2 separate regions of the Mus musculus genome follow, and region 1 is linked to region 2. A link is a contact called in public HiChIP or PLAC-seq data. All regions are on one chromosome and are shown on one strand. The core of a region is the stretch at or near the end of the contact, and the rest is flanking DNA. Distances in the headings are between cores, read along the strand shown.

Region 1 (2,965 bases), core at 395-2,894, 53 kb before region 2:
ATTAAATCGCATTTTGAAACTCAAATTTTTTACATATCTCCATTTGTAGGTATTAATCTGAAACAATTCAAGTTAACAAGCTTTTAGTTGCCTATGGGTTACTAAGTAGAACCTGAAAAACTAACCTTTACTGCAGAAATGGACAGCAAATTTGAAATAAATATGCCAATGCACCCAGGGAATGAAATTTCAGGTCTTTCACTTGTGTTGCAGTTAAGTGGACACAACTTACTACCTATGTATAAAAAAATAAAACAGCCTCCAGTTACTCGCTTTTCAGCTAGCCACAAACATGAAAAAAATGTCGCAAAGAAAACTCTTCCAGGGTAGAGTCCCAAGGATCACGTGCAGCCAGGCGGAACCCTGTGTTCCTAAGGCTGTTCAGCCGCTTTCGGTTACCTTGGAGACTACACAACTAGTCACCCCGCCAGCCCATTTCCCAGCAGTCCTCTCGCTACTCTCCTGCACCTTAACTGCAGCAGCGTCGTGCGCAAAAAGCCAGCAAGACAGGCAGAGTTGACCAAGCACTTGGACACGCAAGCTTGGCAAGCTCAACAACACCCACAGACTGAGCATAAGTGAGCCCTAACTTCTCAAGATCCACGTGTCGGCTTCGGCGACGCGAACAAGAGTGGGTCTCCCTCAGACGGAGATTTTTCCCGTTCTACTAATCAAGCCACTCTTCAGGCACTCTTCACCCATGCCTGCTACCATCCTTTTGCCAGAGAAAAAGAGACATTCTTGGGGAACGAAAGAGAAGGCTAATGCCCTTGCGCACCTTACACTCGACTCAAAGACGTACTTGAAAATTCAACAGAAACGGGAAGTCCTATGGACAGAAAACCAGTCAGGTTACCCCAGAAAGAGAAAAAGGAACCACCACCTGTTCCCTACCTGTTTTCTCCGCCTTCGAATTAGCACTTACAAATCACAGCTCCTTTGTTTACAAAGTTCTCACTCTCATTCAACTCACTCATCGCCCCCTCATTAAATTCGGGGCCTTGCCTCAATTTGACCCGAAATTACACGCTAGGAAATGTTTGAATAGGTGTCAAAACACTGCATCCAGTTCCTTGGAGAAACAGACATTGGTTGTTTCCCTCGGAGAGTTGAAACTCAGAGAGCTGAACTCTTAAAACCTGTGCTTATTCCATCGATAACCAGGCTAGAAATCGTCACGCGGAACGTGCCATGCTGTTCAACACCCCACGCACGCGAGGGCAGGGCCGTGCCGTAGGCACTTCTCACCCCGCCCGCCTCGTGGTCTCGGTCTCCGGCGTCGATGTTCCTAGTTAGTTCTCCGAGCGACACGGAAGTGAGGTCGGGGAGGCGTGCGAGATGACATGCGCAACTCGCTCAAGGGACCAAAGGCTGCACAGCGTAAGGCCCAGCCAGGCCCAGGCGTGCGAAGCTCTCTCTGCGGAACGCTGGGCAAGCCGTTCAAATACACAAGTGGTTTAAACTCAAAAAAACTCCAATCGGGCCACTATTGAAGCGACGCCCTCCACCCAGGCCCGAGAGTTACCGTGCGGGGCGTGGCCGGCCTCACCCCGAGTCCTTCACATCCCTCTAGGGGAGGGTTATTCTGAAGGGTTCGCACACCGTGTGTCCGCTTCAGCTGAAGAGCCTGCGCACGCACCGGATGTCCACGTCACTGCGCACGCGCTCCTACCAGCTTGGAGCCGACCGCGCAGGCGCATAGGGAGGCGCGAGCAGCACCTCTTTGCCCCTCCCCCAACATCAGGAGGCCAAACAGCCCGGAGCAGCGTCAGGACCCTTGGGTTCCGCCCACGGAGCCGAAGCCGTAGCCTTTTCGCATTTTAGTAATCCAGAAAGAACTTATGAAGCTTCCAGAATCAGGAAAGGAGAGACAGGAGAGAGGTACACAATACGCTCAATCCTGTATTCGAAGCCTTCGTGAAAATTCTGAAACCACTGCCCTCCAGGCCTTTCCCAACAAGACTCTTCAGCCTTTCCCAGAGACTTCTCACCGGCCCCGCCCCTGCCGTACCCAGCCCCACCCACATGAAGCTTCATAGACCTCCTGGCTTCGCAAATCCTTCAAAAAAAAAAAAAAAAAAAAAAAAAAAACGGAGGACCTCCTGTACAAAGTGCTATGGGGTTGGAAAGTACCAGAACACTGGAAAAGCTTGAAGCAAACACCACGAAAGAAGAGTAAGCAATTTTCCAATATTCGCCAACAAAGAACACTAGGAAAATTCGAGAAAGCCTTGTTGAGCGCAGAGAATGGAAGTTTATGCCTATATTCTCAACACTGAGGCTGAAGCAGGATTGCTGCGAGTTCGAGGCTAACCTGAATTCTATAGTGAGTTCACGTTCCAGAGTAGGCTAGGCTGCCAAGACACCGTGCTGGAATGAAAAGCAAAGCAAAGAAAGGTTCTATAAAGGAAAAAGAGCTGCCACTAAATTGCCTGATACCAAGATGAAAGATGTCTTAAAAAGAAATGGTCAAGAATATTTTTGTTGTTGTTGTTGCTTCTTCAAGACAATGAAGCTTAAAAATGTAAAGAAAACATTAACCAACAATGTATATTTTTGTTGTTGTTGTTGCTTCTTCAAGACAATGAAGCTTAAAAATGTAAAGAAAACATTAACCAACAAGTATGTCAGACAATTGCCAAACTAAGTCAGAGAGCAATAATTCTCAACCAAACATCAAAAATTTTAGGTTTTTTTCTCTACCATTTACTACTTTCATGCTGCTAACCTACCAGTAAATGTTTAAAGTGAAAAGGAGTAATTACGAAATAATTAAGTAGAAAACATAAAATGCAGTCCATATTCCCAAACTTTTCACTCTCAAGAGATAATAGAAAAACTTATTTTGTGCTAAGTGACAATACAAACACTTTGAAGGAAACCAAGAATGTAAGGATGGAGCCAAGAGGAAGGACAAGGATAGCCAACAGGGTTGATCTGACTTGCTTCGTTTCACTTAGCTATT
Region 2 (3,339 bases), core at 160-2,659:
CAGCTAGCCTAGAGTACTCAGTCCACCAGAGTAAGGAAAGACCTCAGCAAGGTGGAAGATGAGAACTGAATTCTGCAAGTTGTCCTCTGACCTCCATACACACACACACACACACATACACACACACACACACACACAGAGGCAGACACACACATGCTCATATGAAAGGAAGAAAAGAAGTAAATGGTCCACTTGTAAAAAGCAAAAAGAATAGTTTTTGTGATGGTTTGTATATGCTTGACCCAGGGAGTGGAACTATTAGTAGGTATGACCCTGTTGGAGTGGGTGTGTCACTGTGGGTGTGGGCTTTAAAACCCTCATCCTGAGCTGGGCAGTAGTGGCACAGGCCTTTAATTCCAGCACTTGGGAGGCAGAGGCAGGTGGATTTCTGAGTTCAAGGCCAGCCTGGTCTATAGAATGAGTTCCAGGACAGCCAGGGTTACACAGAGAAACCCTGTCTCGGGGGCAGGGAGGAAGGTCAGTATTCTGCTAGCAGCCTTCAGATAAAGATGTAGAACTCTCAGCTTCTCCTGCACTATGCCTGCCTGGATGCTGCCATGTTCCCACCTTGATAATAATGGACTGAATCTCTGAACCTGTAAGCCAGCCCCAATTAAATGTTGTTCCTTATAAGAGATGCCTTGTGCAGACTGTGCGAGGGACAGCCTCATGGAGGAAGCAACAGTGTCAACCAGCCAGACCCCCCAGAGCTCCCAGGGACTGGATCTCCAACTAAAGAGTATACATGGAGGCACCCATGGCTCTGGGCACATATGTGGCAGAGGATGGCCTTGTTGGATAGCAGTGGGGGGAAAGGCCCTTGGCCCTGAGGGTGTTCGATGTCCCAGTATAGGGGAATGCCAGGATGGGAAGACCAGAATGGGCAGGGGAGCACCATCATAGAGGCAGGGGGAGAGGGGGATGGGATAGATGGTTTCAGAAGGGGAGATCTGGAAAGGGGAAAACACTTGAAATGTAAATAAAGAAAATACCCAAGGGAAAAAAATTGCCTTGGGCCTGGAGAGATGGCTCAGTGGTTAAGAGCACCGACTGCTCTTTCAAAGGTCCTGAGTTCAATTCCCAGCAACCACATGGTTGCTCACAACCAGGGGATTGTAGAGCCGGGATCGATGCAAAAAGCAAGAGGAATTAATTGTTCCAGTGCACTGGGGTTGTCCCAGACCCACAGGAGAGGCAGCAACTACCAGCACCAGTTTGGGAGTTTTTATATGGTTTCCAGGGCAGAACAAAGCAAAAGCAACTAGGTACAATATGATTGGTGGAACAGTGCACCTTTTAAATTGATTGGTCTTTAGGGAATGAGGTGACAAGGACTTCGGTTGTCTGAAGATGAGCAAGGCCAGTCCTGCGGAATGTGTCCCCACCCTCAGGTCGGTTCTCTCTTGTGGTCTGAGAAATGCTAATTAGCCTCTCCCTTCTGGAGGGGCAGTGTTTCTTGACTTTCTCAAAGTTCCTGAGATGACCTTTTTAGGATCTGGTGCCCTCTTCTGGTATGTTTGAAGACAGATATATATATATATGTGTGTGTGTGTGTGTGTGTGTGTGTGTGTATTGGTCACGGTATCTGTTTACAGAAGTAAAAGCCTAACTAAGACAGTTTCTAAGAAAGCAATATTAATGCAATACACATTGAGAGCCAGTTTCAAAACCAAAATTAGTTAGTTAATTTAAATAAAGTGAGTTTTTAAAAGAACGGTATTGGAGAGGTGGCTCAGCAGTTAGGAGCACTGGCTGCTCTTCTTGAGAAGTGGGGGCAGGGGGTGGTCTTGATTCCCAGCGTCCACTCAGGAGTTAATAATCACCTATAACTACAGTTTCAGGGGATCTGTACTGTACTGAGGGGATACCTCCTCAGGTTCTCACAGGCACTGATCAAAGTGGTATGCAGATGCACAAGCAGGCAAGACACCCATACACAGAAAATAAGGAAAGAAAGCTGAGTGTGGTGGCACACACCTTTAATCCCAGTACTCGGGAGGCAGAGGCAGGCGGATTTCTGAGTTCGAGGCCAGCCTGGTCTACACTACAAAGTGAGTTCCAGGACAGCCAGGGCTATACAGAGAAACTCTGTCTCGGGAAAAAAAAAAGAGAGAGAGAGAGAAGAAAAAGAAAAAAGAAAAGAAAAGAAAAAAGAATTTCATATATTTGTATATATGAATCAAATTTCATATGATAGATCTTTCTCAGGCTGCTCTTGTAGCCCTGCCCATAGGTAACAACCCCATCTTTTCAAAGGCTGATCTGGCCTTCATTTGTTGGCACACACCTGAAATACCAGCACTTTACAGGCTGAGGCAGGACACTTCAGCTTCCAGGCCAGCCTGGGCTACAAAGCCAAACCCCATCTCAAAAATAAAGAAACCCACATCGTCTAAAGAAAACTCTTGATATATTCCATAATTATTTACGTCACTACGGAAACAGAAGGCTTTGCAAGTAAGAAGCCAAACTGCTCTATTCTCTTTCTCAAATGTCAGTGGTATGTTGGCAAAGATTCTGAGAGGAGTGAGAACAGAAAAGCAGTGACACGAGAGAGTCAAAATGCTCCTCATACAGACACATCAGTCAAGAAAACAACAACAACCGGAAAAGAAAGATTGTGTTCAAGACAGTTTGCAGGCAAATCTGCATCAACTTCCTCCAGTAATACATACTAACATTTTTTAGATTAAAATATGGTGACAAACAACCAACTTAACTCCCTTGAGGTATTTCAGTTCACTTGTTCACATACGCAGGACTGGTGAGGTTTCATGACTCAAAAGGATAAATCCTGGCTCTGATACCAGGCGGGGCAGCCTGGATGTTCCTGTAAACAACCAATCAGGAATCAAACTTAGAAATGTAACGAGCCATTGTTGCTGAGATGTGACTGGGGAACAGACAGCCCAGAATGGCGTCAGTTTAAGGATGTGTCATGTGAATCCGCCTACAGATGACTCTAGGAGCTGCTTCTGAAATGGGAGGAGGCTGTCATCACCTCTCCTGGTGGCACAGGCACCAGCACTGTAGAAAATCATGTTCTTTTGGAAGTGTATTCAATGCGTCGCTTCCCTTCCCCCATGCTTTCCTCTCCATCCTGAGCCATGAACTTGATCCTCACACTAACCTTAGTGAGGAGCTGCCAGAGGAGCGAAATGGTAACATTTTACAAATACCTATGGAGCTAGGAGCTGGAGCACTGCTCAGGCAGGCATCCCACAAGTCCTCTCAGTAGGTGTGGGGGGAAGCCTGGTGTCCCACAGTGAAAGGAAGAGATAGATGAGAGCCCACAGGAGCCCATCCAGACTGATGGTTGTATCCTGTTTTTCCTTCTCT

What was found. HiChIP or PLAC-seq counts read pairs in DNA pulled down with a chosen protein or histone mark.
Region 1: a contact with region 2 is called in an H3K27ac HiChIP or PLAC-seq map of embryonic stem cells, with 18 read pairs. The contact joins the promoter of Mga here to the enhancer-like site in region 2. A contact is called at or near these places in 7 of 39 promoter capture datasets (the 3T3-L1 cell line, embryonic stem cells, erythroid cells and 2 more), 1 of 15 datasets of contacts at CTCF or cohesin (embryonic stem cells), 23 of 484 Hi-C or Micro-C datasets (the G1E-ER4 cell line, embryonic stem cells, morula and 2 more), 14 of 115 datasets of contacts at active chromatin or transcription factors (embryonic stem cells, extraembryonic endoderm stem cells and trophoblast stem cells) and 1 of 9 other capture datasets (adipose tissue).

The regions. Positions count from the first base shown.
Region 1 is chr2:119,895,907-119,898,871 of GRCm38.p6, reverse strand. Mga (MAX gene associated) reads right to left here and starts at 1,644. Exons shown (of 24, transcript NM_013720.2): 1 at 1,526-1,644.
Region 2 is chr2:119,841,816-119,845,154 of GRCm38.p6, reverse strand. No RefSeq gene overlaps it. Among named protein-coding and RNA genes, the nearest start is that of Tyro3, 44 kb to the right of the region's middle. Within about 2 kb of position 1,409, at least 27 of the 459 cell types and tissues checked have an H3K27ac peak or open chromatin away from gene starts, as enhancers often do. A contact at or near this core is called in embryonic stem cells and neurons, where this site is marked.